Regions from separate parts of the Sus scrofa genome. Here region 2 is linked to region 1. The links are chromatin contacts, called in public Hi-C maps. All regions are on one chromosome and are shown on one strand. Each heading gives the region's core, a stretch centred on a gene start, on an enhancer-like site or on the middle of the called end of the contact. The rest is flanking DNA. Distances are from core to core; before and after follow the strand shown.

Region 1 (3,976 bases), core at 743-3,242:
CTGGCGGTCCCTGTCCTGTCGCGATTATTTATTTTTAATGCTGGGTGTCGATCGAGAAAACAAGCGCTCAGAGCAAAGCAAGGACGCATTACGGGGGGGGGGGATTTTAAACCGATCAATACGATTTTTCAGAGGGAAAAAAAAATCGCTCTTATATATAGTCCATCTTTAAAAAAAAAAAAAAAAGCCTGCTCGACATTATAACGGATTTTTTTAAAGGGAAGATATATACTTAACATCGCAACCCTGAATTTCTCTCGCTAAAAAAAAAAAAATGTAAATCCCCAAAGCCAAAATAAAATAATAATAAAAATACAAAAAACAAAAAAATGAAAGCAATTTCAGTTACTTACTGGAGGCTGTTTCCTGGATACAATTGAATGCAATACAATTAAACCAGTAAATGTGACTTTGTTTTGTATTCCTATTGGTATTTTCAATGTGCTGACTGTTGCACTGTAAATGCACCGCTTCCACAACAACGACTCTAGCGAGCCCATCCAGAGCGGCTCTCAAACCTGCAGCCCGGCGCGGCGAGCCACGGGCCCTGCATACTAATAAGCCCGTGCCACTCAGCCCCGAGCAGCCCGCGAGCTGATTGGCCGCGCGGCCCTCCGCGGCCGGGAGCTCGTGCCACTCATTCGGCGTAAACAGGCCTCCCAATAGGCTGGCGCCAGGCCAGGGAGCTGCCAATCAGGGAGCAGCAGGGCTACTACGGAGCCCGATGGCGCCTAATTCAAGCCCGGCGACTGCGCAGCTCCTCTGCGCAGATCGTTGCTGCTGAATGGGACGGTTTGGCGCTGGGCGGGAGAGGGAGCAAGGACGAGTGGGAGCGTGTGTGTCCACGCCGAGGGGAAGGCTTTGGCTTGTTTTTTTTTTTTATTCTGTTTTTAATTTTAACCCAGCATGTCACACTTTTGGCGTCTCGTGCACAGAGGCCAGGAGAATAAACAGCAACACTCATTGCAACAGATGCTTTTTCAAATACCTAGGATCTGTCTGGCAGGTGGTCGAACCCGGCACAGGTAGGCCCGAGCTCCAAGAACGGAGGCTTCCTCGGATTGCCCAGTCCTTCGGCCACTCTGAGGCCTCCGCCTGCTGTGACCAAGCTCAGGAATGCCCACGCGCCCGCAGTACAGGCTCCAGATTCGCCCGGCTGGTCCTCTCCTTCCCTTGATCCAAGGATCAAACTCTGGGGAGAAGGTCCTGTGTCTCTGGCCATGTATCTGGGGACCCTGCTTTTATCTTCCTTGGCTACATTTTACAACAGAGAACTGATCGAAATGAAATCATGGATTTACTAAGGTCAAGACAAAGGTTGCCCTTTCTTCATCAGCAACGAGGTTTTTAAAATATGTTCACCTTGATATGCATGGCGCGAAACCCGGGCATAGTACGTTTCAATGTCGCTCTTACATATCCGCTAAATTCCCGCCCAATTAAAAGACACTTGGGAGGTGTCTTCATGGTAATCAGATGCAAACTTCTTTTTAAAAAAGAGTCTCCAAATAAATATCTCTGCTAGAATTTGGTTTCCCAGCAAAATGCTATTTATTCTCAGGAGTCAAGGCTGTGTCTTAGAGGCAATGGATACATGATTTTTGCTCCTCTTTCTCCAGGTGAAGCCCTGCCTCCCCCTCCGGGGGACAATATATATATATATATATATATATATATACCCACATACATATATAGGTGTGTGTATGTGCACACACACCTACATGTGTATATGTATGTATAAACTAGATGCCAACCAACGCGTGAACAAGCGTTAGAAATTTTCTGCCCGCTCATCCCGGTAGGGACACTAAAGGGTTAAGCCGGAGACCTTCTGTTGTCACCTTCTTTCCCCGCCCTCCCCGCCCACTCCCGCGGGATCGCCCGGATTGGCGGGCACTCCGCCAGCAGGCTGTCAATCACCGAGTGTAAACAAGGCGCTGATTGGCTGTTGTCCAGTCCGCACAGGGCCTCCCGAAAAAAGCAATTACTGGCTCCGCGGTTTCAAGGCGGCCCAAGGCCGCTTGATGAAAGGAGATAAGCTGGGGACCGTTTCCAGGACCCCCTCGGGCCGACCCCGGCCGCCCCGGAGCCGAGGTGCGGCGCAGAGCCCGCGGATCAAAGGAATCCGGAGAGAAAGGGGAAGCGGGCGCTCGGCCCGGGCCGGCCTTCCCCCGCGGGCATCTCTGACCTGGGGTGGGGGCTCGGGCCGCGGGCGGGGCTCCGGAATTAGGGCCCGCTTCCGGCGGCGCGGCCGGCGGGGCAGTTCCAGGGAGCCTGGGGCTGGCAGGTAAGCGCCGGGCTCCTCGGGCCCGGGCCGGGGGCTCAGGACAGGGCGCGCGACCCCGAGTCCCGGCTCGGACGACAGCCCTAGGGGACGGCGAGGGCTCCGCCCCCCACGGCCCCAGCCCCTGGCCTGTCCCGAGGCGGGTGCCTTCGGAAGCGACCCCGAGCGGCGCACGGCGGCCGCGGGAGGAGAGGCGGCACGCATAAATCCATAAAGCGCTAGGAGATCCGATTAGGGCACGGCTATTCATTAGGCCGGGGGCGATTGAATTAGGTCGCGGGTGTGGGCCCGGGGGGCCGGCGCGGGCTGAACGCGGCCGCCGGGATGGGCGGGGGTGGGGGGAGAGGTCTCTGGCGCAGACCACCGGGCTTGGGCCGTGGCTTCCGGAGAAAGAAATCCCAGCACTGGCCCGGGAGGGAGTGTTGAGGAGACGGGGTTCCTCCTGGTCCTGAACCCTTGAGTGCGTGCGGAGGCCGCCCGCTTCCCACGCACACCGGGGAAAGCCAGCCCGAGCCCTGTTCGGCTCCGGAGAAATCGCGCCCTCCTTGGGGTGGGTAGGTGGGTGGGGGCGCCCTCGGCCCCCCGATCCAGCGCAGGGCCAGGCGGGGCCGGAGCTGAGGCAGGGAGCGGCTGTCTGTGCCCTCCCGGAGCACTCCGGGCTCCCAGCACTTCTCCGGTTTCGGTGGCGTGGCGCGCCGAGCCGGCCCGATCCGTGCGCCCAGCGGCCCCGCCAGCTCCGCACTGCCCTTGGATTCCCAGGCCCCAGCGGGGCGCCCCTCACCTCCGCATGTTTCCCCATTACTGTCTCCGATGAGCTTCTTTTCTGGCCCAGAACTTTTTTTTTTTTTTTAATTTAAGATTAAGTTTTAAAGCTCCACTTGAAATTTTTTAAAATGAGAAAAATACGTGTAAGAAGGAAACCCTCCATCCAAAAGAAAGAACGCCTTGGCAACCCGCAGTGTCCCTGGAGTTGCTCGGAGCTTCCTGAGGGTGTGCTTGCTGGTGCGCCCCCAGACGCGACGGTGGGTCGGAAGGGCCTCCAGGCCCCCATTCTCCTTCCGGGTGTCTGAGGAGGGGCATCTGCTGGGAAGCTCCTCGGGGGCCCCCAAACCCTGTCCCATCCCCCTCGGGCAGAGTATTGTCCGAGGGTCCTGGAGCTTGGCTGATGGGCCCCACCGCAGCCACAGCCCTAGACTTGCAGGCTACCAGCTGGATGAGAGGCGGGAGGGCAGCACAGGCTCCGGGCCTCCCTTCCCTCGGAAGATTGGCTCAGATCCTTCCAGCTCCCCATCACCACACGCCTAAGTCAGGGGGTGAGAACTGGCCTGCAGAACACCAGAGTGCCCTAGAGTCCTCTGCCCTGTCCCGCAGGTCACCTTCCCAGAGAGATGCTGCCCACGTGGGGAGGAGGAAGAACAGCTCCCTGTCTGCCTCACTTCCCGCCTCCCTCTCTCCCCAGTGTCACTTGAAACAAATCTAGTGGGCTCTTTTTTTTTTTTTTTAACCCCAATACTGTTTCAAAACAGTTGTTACAGCAAATAGCTGCAGACGGGCCTGCTGGATGTGGCAGGGGCTGGCAGCTGCCCAGCACAGGCGCTTGGCCGCCAGGCAGCTCCCACAGTACCAAAATAAGCTCCCCGTGTTCCCCCTCGGAAGACGGGGCCCGCGGAGGCTCTGGCAGGGGCACGTCTG
Region 2 (4,264 bases), core at 932-3,431, 69 kb after region 1:
GTTCCCATTGTGGCTCAGTGGGTTAAGAACCCGGCTAGTATCCATGAGGACTCAGATTTGATCCCGGGCCTCGCTCAGTGGATTAAGGATCTGGCATTGCTGCCCACTGCTGCATAGGTCACAGCTGCACTTCGCATCTTGTGTGGCTGTGGCTGTGGTGTGGGCCAGCGGCTGCAGCTCCCGTTCGACCCCTAGCCTGGGAACTTCCATATGGCTGTGGGTATGGCCCTTACAAAAAAGAGATATGAATGGACAATAAAAATATGAGTAGATGATTAACCTCATTTGTAATTAGGGAGAACAGATTAAAGACTACAATGAGATTGCATTTTGCTCACCAAACTGGCCAAAAGGATACTACCAAATGAATGTTTGTGGCAGGGTGCAGCCAGAGCCCAAGATCTATGGCCCCTTGGCCAAAATGGGGCAGCCATGCTTTTGTAAATAGAGTCTTGTTAGAACACAGTCACACTTATTTGTTTATGTGTTGTCTAGGGCTGCTTTCAATAGTCATGGCAGAGACTATGTGGTTTTTTTTTTTTTTTTGTCTTTTTAGGGCCACACCCATGGCACATGAAGGTTCCCAGGCTAGGGGCTGAATCAGAGCTATCAGCCTACACCACAGCCACAGCAATGCCAGATCCTTAACCCACTGAGCCAGGCCAGGGCTCGAACCTGTGTCCTCGTGGATGCTAGTCAGGCTTGGTTCCACTGAGCCACAATGGGAACTCCACTATGTGGCTTTTGAAACAGAAAATATTTGCTACCTGGCTCTTCGCAGGAAAAATTGACCAGCCTCTGGAGTTCCCGTCGTGGCTCGGTGGCTAATAAATCCGACTAGGAACCATGAGGTTGCAGGTTCCATCCCTGGCCTTGCTCAGTGGGTCAAGGATCCGGCATTGCCGTGAGCTGTGATGTAGGTTGTAGATGGGGCTCGGATCCTATGTTGCTGTGGCTGTTGTGTAGGCTGGTGGCTATAGCTCCGATTAGACCCCTAGCCTGGGACCCTCCATATGCCGCGGTGCAGCCCTAGAAAAGACAACAAACAAAAAAATTGTCCAGCCTCTGATGTAAACTAGCAAGAACTCTCATAACTACTTGAAGAGCGATTGGGCAATACCTGGTAAAATGAAGGTGTGCCTGCACGTGAACCGGCAGTTCTGCTTCTACGGGTTTACCCTGGAGCCCCCCCAACACCCGAGAAGACAAGGGCCGTGGTGTTCACTGAATCACTGTTTATAATGGCAAATAATTGGAAGCAACTCGGTGGCCCTCAGCAGGAGAATGGATATATATATTCCGGGCTATTTTATTATTGCTTATTTAAAAAAATGTTTTTCCACCGCATCCACGGCATATGGAAGTTGCCCGGACAGGGATCCTATCCCAGACCCAGGTGTGACCTACACCACAGCTGCTGCAATACTGGATCCTTAACCTGTTGTGCCACAGCAGGAACTCCAATTTTTTTTTTTTTTAAATTGTGGCTGCATCGTGGCATATGGAAGTTCCTGGGCCAGGGGTCGAATGGGAGCTGCAGCAGGGGTCTACACTATGGCAACACCGAATCTGAGCCACATCTGCGACCTGTGCTGCAGCCTGTGGCATCGCTGGATCCTTAACCCACTTAGGCAGGCCAGGGGTCAAACACACATCTTCACGGAGACTGGTCCTTAACCTGATGAGCCAAAACGCGAACTCCTCCATGCCCACTCTTTAGAACTGTGTACTCTTGCTGAGGAACTCAGCCTCTCTGTGCTCAGCGTCCCACTCCTAAAACGTGGGCGCTAACTCCTGGAATCCGTTATCAACGCTGACATGAAGGTGCAGCCCCGGAGACCCGCGCATCTAGCACACTTCTCCCAATCGGTCTCGAGGGTAATTGCTGAAAATGAAGGCTTAAAATCCTGCTCCTCTCCAGAAGGCGTGACGTGGCCCTTTCCCTCCTGCCCTCCACTGCTCTTCCGGATGGGGGCCACAAGGGGCGAGCTCTTGTGCTCCAGACCCTGCAAGACATGGCGCAGGACGCCAGCTCCACAGGGAGGATCAGCTGGCTGTAGGGACAGGTGCGCCCCATAGACCCCGTCCCCACCCCCCCGTGTGCGTCCATCCAAGCCCCGCCCCTGCAGGCGCCGAGGTCCGCCTTTCATTGGTGAGCGCCCTGCCCCGAGCTCCGCCCCTCGTCGTCACTTCCGGGCGGAGGAGCTCGCGGAAGGCGGAAGTGTGCGTGCCCAGGCGGCCGCCGAGCAGCACCGGAGTGTTTCTCGCCGGCTCCCCGCGGCTTTTCCCGGTCTGGGCTCGGGGACGCTGCGGTGGCCCGCGGGAGCCAGCGGGGGACGAAGCTATGAGGCGGCCGCGGGGCCTGGCGGGGCCTGGAGGGTGACTGCTCCCGCCGCCTTCCCGCGAGACCGCCTCCTCCAGGCGGCGTCCCCCTCGGGGTCTCGCGCCCCACCGTCCTGCCGGCGCCTTGGACCCGGGGCTCCGGGGCCCCAGGCCTCGCGCCATGACCGCGGCCGCGGCCTCCAACTGGGGGCTTATCACGAACATAGTGAACAGCATAGTAGGGGTCAGTGTCCTCACCATGCCCTTCTGCTTCAAACAGGTGAGTCGAGCGGGCGGTGGTCGCCGCCCCGGCCGCCCCGGGCTCAGCCCGTCACGGGAGCCGGCGCGGCGGGAGGAGGGACCCGGCAGCCCACCCGCCCCGGCGCCGCCGCGGAAGCCGAGGGAAAGCCCCCCGCGAACAGCTTGCGCACCGTTGGTAACTTCAGACCGAGGTGCAGCGTGTAGCGAGGCGATCTTGAAAACTGGAGAGTGACCGCGGGACTCCGTGTTCGCGTCCTTTCCTGGCGTTTCTTGCAACTCTGATCCCACCGCACTCCTTTCCGGGAGCGCACAGGTCAACCCCGGCCTTGGAACTAGATTGGGGTGTGGGTTCTGAGGGGGTTGCTAAATTCACCAGATTGGACACGTCAGAGCTTTGTGTTTCGCTGTGGGCAAACCTTACCTTAACGGAAAACGTCGGAAGTATTAAAAAATTGGTGTCATTCCGACGTTAAATACTGCAGGAGAGAAACTCAGCCTTTTTTGAGGTGTGGGTTTATTTGGCTTCTGTTTAATCCACAAATAAAGAGGCTTTTGGTCCTTTAGAAGAGGGAGGTTGACAGAGTTATCAAATTGGGCAACTTCTTAACTAAAAACGAACTTCTCCGCTTCCTGTGTGCCACACTGGAGGTGCCGCTCCCCCGGCCGCCTGGGGCAGGAGCTGGCCACGAGGGAGAGCGGCTTTCTTGAGGCTGGAGGAGGACCAGTGGGACACCAGGGGAGGACAGGTGGCCAGCAGGCCCTCAAAGACCAGCCTTACGTGGAAAAATGCGCATAAGATGATATTTTGGCCTTGACGTGGGCTCCAGTTGCTTCATCTTAGATTCAGGTTTTGCATTTTTCATATTTAGGATGCTTTGCTGTAAATAGCAAGCAGAAGAAAATGCGTTTCGGTTCCCGTGTGAGCGGTTGCTCTGACTTGCTTGGTGACCGTGTTGCTGGGGGGATGGAGACGGCGGGCTGACGTGGAAGGCCATGCTGGCGGCTTCTGGAACCTCCAAGGCAACATCTGTGTCTTGGCATGGGAGTCGCAGTGTGGGCCGGCCCCCTCTGGGTGTTCCTGGAGGGACTACGTATCCCAGCGCGCACTGCGACGCGCCTGGCACAGAACTGCCTCCTGGGATGTGTAGTTGGCTTGTCCTGCGCCTGTACCTGTACCGCCATCCTTCACGCCTGTCTGCCACGTGCCACCGCGGCAGGGCTCTGGGGGTTCAGATTTGAGTGTCTGCCGTGGGCTGGGCACGAGCCTGCTGCTGAGCCCGCTGCCGGAGCGTTTAAGCACGGGCCCGGCTGACTTGCTGGGTGGGGGGGGGGAGCTTAGAGGTGGGGGCTGGAGACCTGGCAGGGGTTTGCCTCGCCCTGAGGGCCTGGCCGAATTAGGAGCTGCTCTCAGTTGGACTCAGCATCTTCTCCGCAGGAAGCCCCTCGGCCAGAACACGGTGTGAGGCCAGTGGGCAGTTTGGGGATGTGTGTTTTTCATCTGGCAGCCAGGTCATTAAAAAAAAAACTTGGGGTTCGTGTTGTGTTGTTTTTTGGTTTATTTGGTTGGTTGTAGCAATTTGAGTACTTGTCCAAAAGAATTAACATTTTACTGAAGCGTGTGTAACATGCATCCAGAAAAGCGAGTGCACTTTGGGTACACTCTGGATGACTTTTCATAAAG

Evidence for each region. A called contact is a pair of places that touch in the nucleus more often than the background predicts.
Region 2: a Hi-C map of liver shows a contact between it and region 1, with 3 times the contacts expected there. The contact joins the promoter of SLC38A10 here to the enhancer-like site in region 1. A contact is called at or near these places in 1 of 5 promoter capture datasets (skeletal muscle), 7 of 47 Hi-C or Micro-C datasets (embryonic fibroblasts, fetal liver, heart right ventricle and 3 more) and 1 of 2 datasets of contacts at active chromatin or transcription factors (skeletal muscle).

Annotation. Positions count from the first base shown.
Region 1 is chr12:1,410,244-1,414,219 of Sscrofa11.1, forward strand. No RefSeq gene overlaps it. Among named protein-coding and RNA genes, the nearest start is that of BAHCC1, 5.6 kb to the left of the region's middle. Within about 2 kb of position 1,993, at least 62 of the 83 cell types and tissues checked have an H3K27ac peak or open chromatin away from gene starts, as enhancers often do. A contact at or near this core is called in fetal liver, liver, skeletal muscle and 1 more, where this site is marked.
Region 2 is chr12:1,479,064-1,483,327 of Sscrofa11.1, forward strand. It overlaps SLC38A10 (putative sodium-coupled neutral amino acid transporter 10), which reads left to right and starts at 2,182. Exons shown (of 18, transcript XM_005668573.2): 1 at 2,182-2,602. The coding sequence starts at 2,504.